Linked DNA regions of Mus musculus: region 2 is linked to region 1. The links are chromatin contacts, called in public HiChIP or PLAC-seq maps. All regions are on one chromosome and are shown on one strand. Each heading gives the region's core, a stretch centred on a gene start, on an enhancer-like site or on the middle of the called end of the contact. The rest is flanking DNA. Distances are from core to core; before and after follow the strand shown.

Region 1 (3,767 bases), core at 673-3,172:
GTATAAGAGATGGCCTTTGAAAGAATTGTAATATGCTGATCACCTTTTTGTTGGCTCTGACTGGCCACAGGAAGATGTTTCTCTCCTGCTCTCCAGACAGGCAAGGTGATCTGTAATCCCAGGTGCTTCTCAGGTTTAGAGGCTCATTTGAGCATGAGTGTTTGAAACCAGCCTGGGCAACATAGACTCTACCAGAAGGGGGAGGGGAGGGAGGTAACATTTGAGAGTCTGAGGCAGGTGAATTCAAAGCCAGTCTGGGCTCCAAAGGAAGTGAGGGACAACCCTCCCCCCACAACATTCTCCCTCATGTAGTTGTGGGGTAGAAAAAGACACTCTGGTGTGTCTAGCTCCTAGCAAGCACCCAGGAAATGATAGCTGATTCTGTCCATAGCACTGGTTCCACTTTATCTTGCAAAAACAAGTGCATTCTGCTAATGTCCTGGGTGCAGCTCCTGCTGTCTTGTCAGGATTTAGTGGAAATTAGGAGCAGTAGGGAGCTAGAAAGACAAGAAGGTCTTTCCAGTATCAATCTCTGCAACCACAAGGCCATGCTGACTGCCTTGCATGCTTTCATGTGGATCAAAGTAGCAAAGTGAGCCATCTGTTTCCACCCAGCACCCGGATAGAAGACTAGCAGTCCAGGACTTGGCCCTGGGTATCAATTTCTCTCACTTTAATCCAGGCTCTTATGTCTGGGACATTGTAGGGCAGCCTGTGCCACCTGGCACCAGCACTTTCACTGTCCTAGGTATGCCCTTAACCCTAGCACAGTCCAACCTTGTGCTATGAAGCTTATGGTAGTACTTTAACAGTAATGCTCGGGAACTACCCTGAAGATCCCTGAAGGTTGCTGGATCGGGATGGGCGTAGGAGGCTGCCATAGTGAATTCTGTGGATTCTAATGTAGGAGTGGATCTGGGAAGTGACTGCAGTGTCCTCAGTTCTCCCCGCTACCAGGCTGAAGGGATGTGTTTGCGTCTTGCTTCCTCCATTTGCCTGCTGATTCCATGGGTAGGTTAGACTCCTGACTGATAGGACAACATAATAATCATCATTTTCTTTTCTGTGCCCAGGGAACATCCAGCCCTTTTCCCAAAGGTAGAGTTGGTAAAGGTTCTTGAGTGAGGAAGGCAGATCTGTTTAAGCACAGGAAGGAATGAGTCAGTCAACGGGGCACAATGGCTTTTGTTTCTCCAGCTCGGGCAGGTCAATGTATCAATAGCATCAGCAGCTGTTTAGCCAAGGCTCAGGCTAGCTATTCTTTCTTTTCTTTGGTTTTGTTGTTGTTGTTGTTGTTTTTGTTTGTTTGTTTGTTTTTGGCAGGGGTGGGGTGGGTTTGGTTGTTTTGTTTTGTTTTGTTTTGTTTTGTTTTGTTTTGTTTTCCGAGACAGGTTTCTCTGTGTAGCCCTGGCTGTCCTGGAACTCACTTTGTAGACCAGGCTGGCCTCGAACTCAGAAGTCCGCCTGCCTCTGCCTTCCAAGTGCTGGGATTAAAGACGTGGGCCACCACTGCCTGGCTCCATGCTAGCTATTCCTATTCCCAGGTCTATCGCTAAATTCATTAGGACCCCCTTCTCTGACCTTACTTTTGTGTCTGTAAAAAAACAAGAACGGAATGAGGCCAGCCTCTCCTGGACTCACTCTGGACAGTAAAGGAGCCACCTCCCCTCTCCTACTTTTACATTCTATGGCGGTGTCCATTTCATCCTCACTTAATTTTATTTCCGCCTGCAGTTGACTCACTTTTACAACAGATGTAATTGAAAAGGAGACTTTGTGTCACTATCATAATGGAAAAGCAACATCACTGAGTAAATGGAAGGTAACCATAAATAAACCCAAAACAGTGTTATAAAGTAGCAGCCAGCTTGCCTCTGCTCAGCAGGAGGCCTCTCTGCTTGTAGTAAAAGGGGGAAATGAGCAGCTGAGCTTGTGGAAAGTAACCATGAGCGCACTAATGCTAAGCCCTTCTCCTGGCCTGCTCAGACCTGATGGAGGACTGGACCTGCGGGGAGAACCACATCTCTGATGCATCATGACTGGTAGCCACGCAGCTCTGATTACATTAGTAATTTACAGTGGTTTCCCCCTTTATCTGTGGTTGGAGACCATGGAGATAAACAATGAGTAAGTTTTAAGTTGTACCCCGAGCTGGAGGTGGTGTCTCACCCCTTTAATCCCAACACTTGGAAGGCAGAGGTAGGTGAATTGCTGAGGTCGAGGCCAGCCTGGTCTATAGAGAGAGTTTCAGGACAGCCAGGGCTACACAGAGAAACCCTGTCTCAAAAAACAAGCAAACAAAAACCAAAACAAACAACAAACAAAATTATACCCTATTCTGAGTATAGATTCTTACACCACCCACGTCATCCTTCCGGGACAGATCCATTCAATTGTCAGGAGGGTCTACGTCCCATTTATTTATTCTAAGTCTGCTTTGTAAAACATGATGTAGGTCCAAGAAGCAAACTGAAAGATTATTTGCTGCGATACTGTTTGTGTTAAGTTTTATTTGCATGTGTATGCAAAACCAATACATATATATATATGTTCATGGGAATGACCGCTAACAAATTGTGTGGTTGCCAGGCTGTATGTGTGCCGTAACTGGGGCATACAGTCCAGGTACACAGCTGGTTGTGGTAGTGCATTTGTTAAATCCCAGCCCTGGGGGTTGGGGTGGGGGGAGGATCTCTGAGAGTTTGAGGTCAGCCTGGTCTGTGTAGAGAGTTCTAGGCCAGCCAGGGCTACATAGTGAGATCCTGTCTCAATAACAAAAGTGGGAGGGGGTATGCAGAGGGTTTTGATTCTTCATGTATTTAATTCTTCTGTTGAATGGTAATTGTGTCATATTATAATTTCCCTGTTCGGTGTGTTTGTATAGACGATTTCCCTTATAAAAAGGCTGAGAATGTAGCTCAGTGGTAGAGTAGCCTGGCACGTACAAAGTCCTGGAAGAAAGAAAAGCATAACTGACTAGAAATGGTGGCACAAAGCTGTAGTTCTCGCTTATCAGGAGGTTTGGAGGAGTTTGATTCAACCTAACAAGACAAATATATGGATTGATAGAGCCCATTTCTCTATTTGACCATGGAAAAGAGAAACATGCCTTGCGTCTATTATTCTGTTTGGATGTCTTGCATACAAGTTTGAGCCCAGTTTGTAACAAAGAACATAGATCATCCTCAAGATGTTGGGATATGATAGTAAGACAAAAGCCATTCATGCTGAGTAGGAGTCCTCCCCACAGCTGTGTTGAAAGACCTGAGCTAATTACCTTAGGAGTATAAGGCCCTCCTGTTGCTAGTGAACATGATAAGCTTGGGGTTCCCAAAGACACAGAGCCCCAGAAGTTTGCCTCCAGGAACCTGCCGTCAATAGCCTTTTGTCTGAGAGAAGATGTTTTTCAGAGTATTCCAAGGTACTACTGAGATATTTGCATTCTCTAAAAGTAGGTAGAAGTCCAGAGTAGGGGATAATCTGACCAGGAATGAATGGCAGGGAGGGTCGCACTCTGACCTAAACTTTGCACTGGCCAAATTAATTCTGTTGGTCCTCAACAAGTAGAGTGTGTTCTGGTCTCTAAATTTAAAATTTTAAACAAACAAACAAAAAACATTTTTTTTATTACAACTCAGATATAGTAAAGGGTACTTTATCATACTTGCAGGCAGATACCCTTTCACCCTTAGATATACATTCCTTCACATAGAAGGGTACCACTACCAATATGAAGACAGAGCATACCTGTGGACCTATGCAACAGC
Region 2 (4,201 bases), core at 701-3,200, 91 kb after region 1:
TCTTGGGTAATAATCCCTCTGGTGTGGTTCCCGATTAACTTCCATTTGCCATCAACTAGGCCACCGATGGGGAAGTCACAGCCATGGAGGAGGCACCGGTAAATGCATGTCCCCCTGGATTCAGGCCCTGGGTACACTTTGGTTTTTCCCTTTTGCATTTCTGGGTTTATTCAGCCTTCATTTTAGAAAAGCTGCTGCCTGCTTGTGGGAATCGCTTAAGTCCTTGGTGTCCTGGCCGTTGGTGTGTCCCCCCCCCCCCCACTGATCACCTCATCACAACCCCACTTTCTCTGTAAGATCCACCTTCATGTCACCACCTGCTCCCCACGAATCGCCAGCCATCATGTCTGTGATCACGCGCGGTGCGGTTTTCCCCCACGTTCAAAGAGCAAGATGGACGGCTATTGGCAGGCCTCCTCCTGACTCCAAGCCACCACTTGTGCATCTGGTTTCTGTCTAGGGCAAAGCCACCCGCTACCACTCTGTGCCACTTAAAACACACCTTCTTTTCTAGGCCACAAGCAACTAAACCTCTCCAGGTGTGGAGCCTCTTGGGACTCAGTCATTGCTCTCTGCCGCCTCCATTTTCCTGTGGGCGACATTGGGAATTCTACAAGCACCCTGTTGACCAAGTGTTTTCTAGCAAATGATCAGTGGAACTTCTCAGGGCCGTCCAACTCTCTCCAGGCCCAGTCACACAAAGCCCCATAAATACTCGTGGCCACACCCCCAAATTTAGGCCTCATTGCCTTGTAGAGTTCCCAGTGGTTCCGCCCCCCCATAGCTCCCCCAGCCCACACTGCTGTCCGGTTACCAAGTGAACGCTCTCGTGTTTTTAGGTTACAGAAGAGGCCTATGTCCCTGTGAGTGACATGAACGGGCTAGGCTTCAAGCCCTTTGACTTGGTGATTCCATTTGCCGTCAGGAAAGGAGAAATTACAGGTAAACCCTTGTGGGGCTCACCTTACTCTTTATTTGTTGTTGCATCTGAGGCCCAGAGCAGTGCTTGGGCGGTGACTACTGTCCCTTATTTCCCCAGCCAGACACCAGAAAGTGTTTCTCTGAAGAGGTGGTTGTTTATAGCTTGCATTACATTGCTGAGGAAGCTTGTGTTTCTCCTCAGGCTAGGAACTTCTTTGTTTAGATACCTCTTGCTGCCAGGTTTCTGTTTCTTTTTCCATGCTTTCTCTAACCACTCACTTTCCAACCTGTCTGTCACTCAGATCTGTGGTATCAGTTCCCTTCTGGGAGCCCAGCCTCCCTTCTCCTGCTTCTCTTACTGCTTTGTGGTCTTCTCAGACCCTCTTTGCACTTGTAATTGGCCTGTTAGAGATACCATGTATTTATTTATGAGCTAATTGCTTGCTGCATTTTGTGGAAACCAGGTGGAAGCCATAGAAAGCCAGGCAGTCTCAGTTTTCCTGGGGGGAGGGGGGGGCACTTGGACACTTCAGGCAGCATGAGTGTTCTGGGATCTGAGGACCTCTGGTGAAGACATCTGCTGCTTGGGGAAAGGTCACCAGTGACCTCACTGCCATGTGTCACTATGCTCTCCAGGCACGGTGCATATGCCTTCTGGGAAGAAGGCTACACCTGAGATTGTGGACAACAAGGACGGCACGGTCACTGTGAGATACGCGCCCACTGAAGTCGGCCTCCACGAGATGCACATCAAGTACAGGGGCAGCCACATCCCGGGTAAGTGGGGTACAGCGGCTCGCTAGCCTCAGGCATCTGGGAGACACAGCCAGGGCAGATTCAGGAGTGTGATGTTGGCTTCCATTCAAAAACAGCCTCCTGGGCCAGGGTATAGGGCCATGTCGCTATGGTTGTGTGTCTTCATAACTGTCAAATATGGCCAACTACAACGCAGGCACAGGAAGTGAGGCTTTCTGGCCTGGCCTGCAAGACCCTGTGGGGTATGGATGCTAGCCTCCTCAGACACAGGGCTTAGCAGACAGATGGCGCCCACACAGGGAACTAGTTTTCGTTTCCTACCCATGGACAGGTTCAGCATTGGTTGTTACTCTTTGTAATCATTTCAATATCTTCTGATTTTATAATTAGATAATGTGATCATACATACCTATAACCTCCCTCTGCCCTCTCCTGGAGATTGATTGTTGGTAAATTTTATGTTCAATTTTAGAAAAATTTTAAGACTACATGCAAGTAAAAATACAGATTTTAAAATCCAACCCCCTTTTACTGAAATTTTACTTACATCAGCTGTCCTTGCCTTTTCCCTCTGAATAACACGAGCAGGAAAGCTGTGCATGTCTACACATGTCTCTCCCTCATCTGGAAGACACTGCAGATGTCCCAGTGTAATACTGGGGAGTATTTCTTCTCTTCCTGCCATTGCTGTTGCCTCTTTTGTTGGCACTCTTGGTGTAGCAGTGCGATTTGGCCCCTTGGGCAAAAGTGCTGGGGGGGGGGGGGGTGCAGACCAAAGCCTTTGAGACTTGGATACACTGTAGCATAGTGCTCTTCCTGGGGCTGTTACATGTGGAGCCAAGCAGTGAAGGAACGCACCTGCCTTGCCACAGGCTTGCCCTGTAGAGTCTACTTTGCAATTGTTTGTCAGTCTGGTGATTGAAAATGCATGGTACCGAGGTATTTGTTCCTGCAAATGAGAAGAGACAATTTTCCATATATTGTATCTTTCCAATTCTTTCTCTGTGAGCTGTATCTTCATATTCTTCGTCTGTTTTCCTTTTGGAAAAAATTATCTTTTAAGGTGGGAAGTGGGAGTTTAAAATCCTTCTTGGTTTGTCACTTGCTTTAACAGATGTTCACATGTATACACAATACTTGGTTAAAGCATTTTTTTTTCTGTTTAAGGATTCTAATGATAATAGGTGCAGAACTTAACAGTCGTGACTCAAGCTTCAGGCAGGCACTAGATGTCTATATTCAGGAGGCTGAGGTCAGCCTGGGCTATACAATGAGACTACTGAAAACAGCAACAGTCCTCTGTTGGCTCTCGCCCTTCTCCTCCATTGCCATGTGTCTACCGTCTCAGATGCCTGCTATGTACTTAAGATACATCTTAGCGCACTTAGATTTATCCTGTTAAAGGAACAGCATAGTGGTTCTTTTCTGTTACTGTGTATGTATAATGTGTATATGTATGGTCACACATGCCAAGCTATGCATGTGGAGGTCAGAGGAAAGGTTTGTAGAGTTAGTTCTCTCTTTATACCTTTACATGGGCTGTAAGGATCACATTCATGTCAGTAGGCTTGCACAAGTTTCTTTACCCACACTGAGCCATCATACCAGCCGCTATGAAATATCAGTTTTACATATAAAGACAGTTTGCTTTTCTCTGATGTGACATACTGCGGTTAACCTCTCAAGGTCGTACTCGTGGATCTTTAATGTTCCATATGTAGGTCGACTCCCGGATGATTTCCTGGTTTGCAGGTGGATCCTGGAGACTAAAGAGCTTTAATAGGGATGAGAGTAGCCGTGGATCACTGTGGGCTTCTTTCCTCAAGATGAGCTTCTTAGGTCAGGCCTTAGGTTTTGAATGGCACTAACAAACAGCCTTCTTTCTAGAAAGCAGCATCTACCTCCCTGATACGCATGTGTCCTTCTCATTTGTTAAGCTGAGATGAAATCTCCTACACCAGTTCCCTTGAGCTGCTTCAGAGGGTGGCGGACTCTCCTGCTGGGAGGACTTTAATGTACTGCCGATTATCTGAGGTATCTATTTACCATGTAATGAGTCTCAGTTTTGTTTTTGTCCTTGGAAAATGCAGAGAGCCCCCTGCAGTTCTACGTGAACTACCCCAACAGTGGGAGTGTGTCTGCTTATGGTCCAGGCCTTGTGTATGGAGTAGCCAACAAAACTGCCACCTTCACCATTGTCACAGAGGATGCGGGAGAAGGTATGGTATGCTTTGCGTGTTTATGCAGGTATAACCTTCCTTTGGAGAGATAAATGAGCATGATTAAAATGTGCTGTGAATGGAAGCACTCAGGTAGTCTCAGGAGACTGTTGTGGGAGCATCTCGTGAGCCCAGGAGTCCAAAACTAGACTGAGCCATATAGTGAGATCGCATCTCAAAAGAAAAACAAAAAAAAAATCACTATTATATGGTATCATTTGTCTCATTATTTTCTCTCATATAAAAATTCATCTCCACCTCAAAATAGAAATGTTTAAATTCTTATGTGAATGAAATCAGATTTG

What was found. HiChIP or PLAC-seq counts read pairs in DNA pulled down with a chosen protein or histone mark.
Region 2: a contact with region 1 is called in an H3K27ac HiChIP or PLAC-seq map of trophoblast stem cells, with 16 read pairs. The contact joins two enhancer-like sites. A contact is called at or near these places in 30 of 484 Hi-C or Micro-C datasets (B cells, the C10 cell line, CD8 T cells and 18 more) and 14 of 115 datasets of contacts at active chromatin or transcription factors (the HPC-7 cell line, the NIH/3T3 cell line, a colorectal cancer cell line and 10 more).

What each region holds. Positions count from the first base shown.
Region 1 is chr14:7,831,704-7,835,470 of GRCm38.p6, forward strand. All of the region lies in intron 1 of Flnb (filamin, beta), which reads left to right. Among named protein-coding and RNA genes, the nearest start is that of Flnb, 16 kb to the left of the region's middle. Within about 2 kb of position 1,923, at least 72 of the 459 cell types and tissues checked have an H3K27ac peak or open chromatin away from gene starts, as enhancers often do. A contact at or near this core is called in trophoblast stem cells, where this site is marked.
Region 2 is chr14:7,922,616-7,926,816 of GRCm38.p6, forward strand. It overlaps Flnb (filamin, beta), which reads left to right. Exons shown (of 46, transcript NM_134080.1): 30 at 60-98; 31 at 840-942; 32 at 1,558-1,698; 33 at 3,768-3,896. Among named protein-coding and RNA genes, the nearest start is that of Gm45521, 33 kb to the right of the region's middle. Within about 2 kb of position 1,951, at least 21 of the 459 cell types and tissues checked have an H3K27ac peak or open chromatin away from gene starts, as enhancers often do. A contact at or near this core is called in trophoblast stem cells, where this site is marked.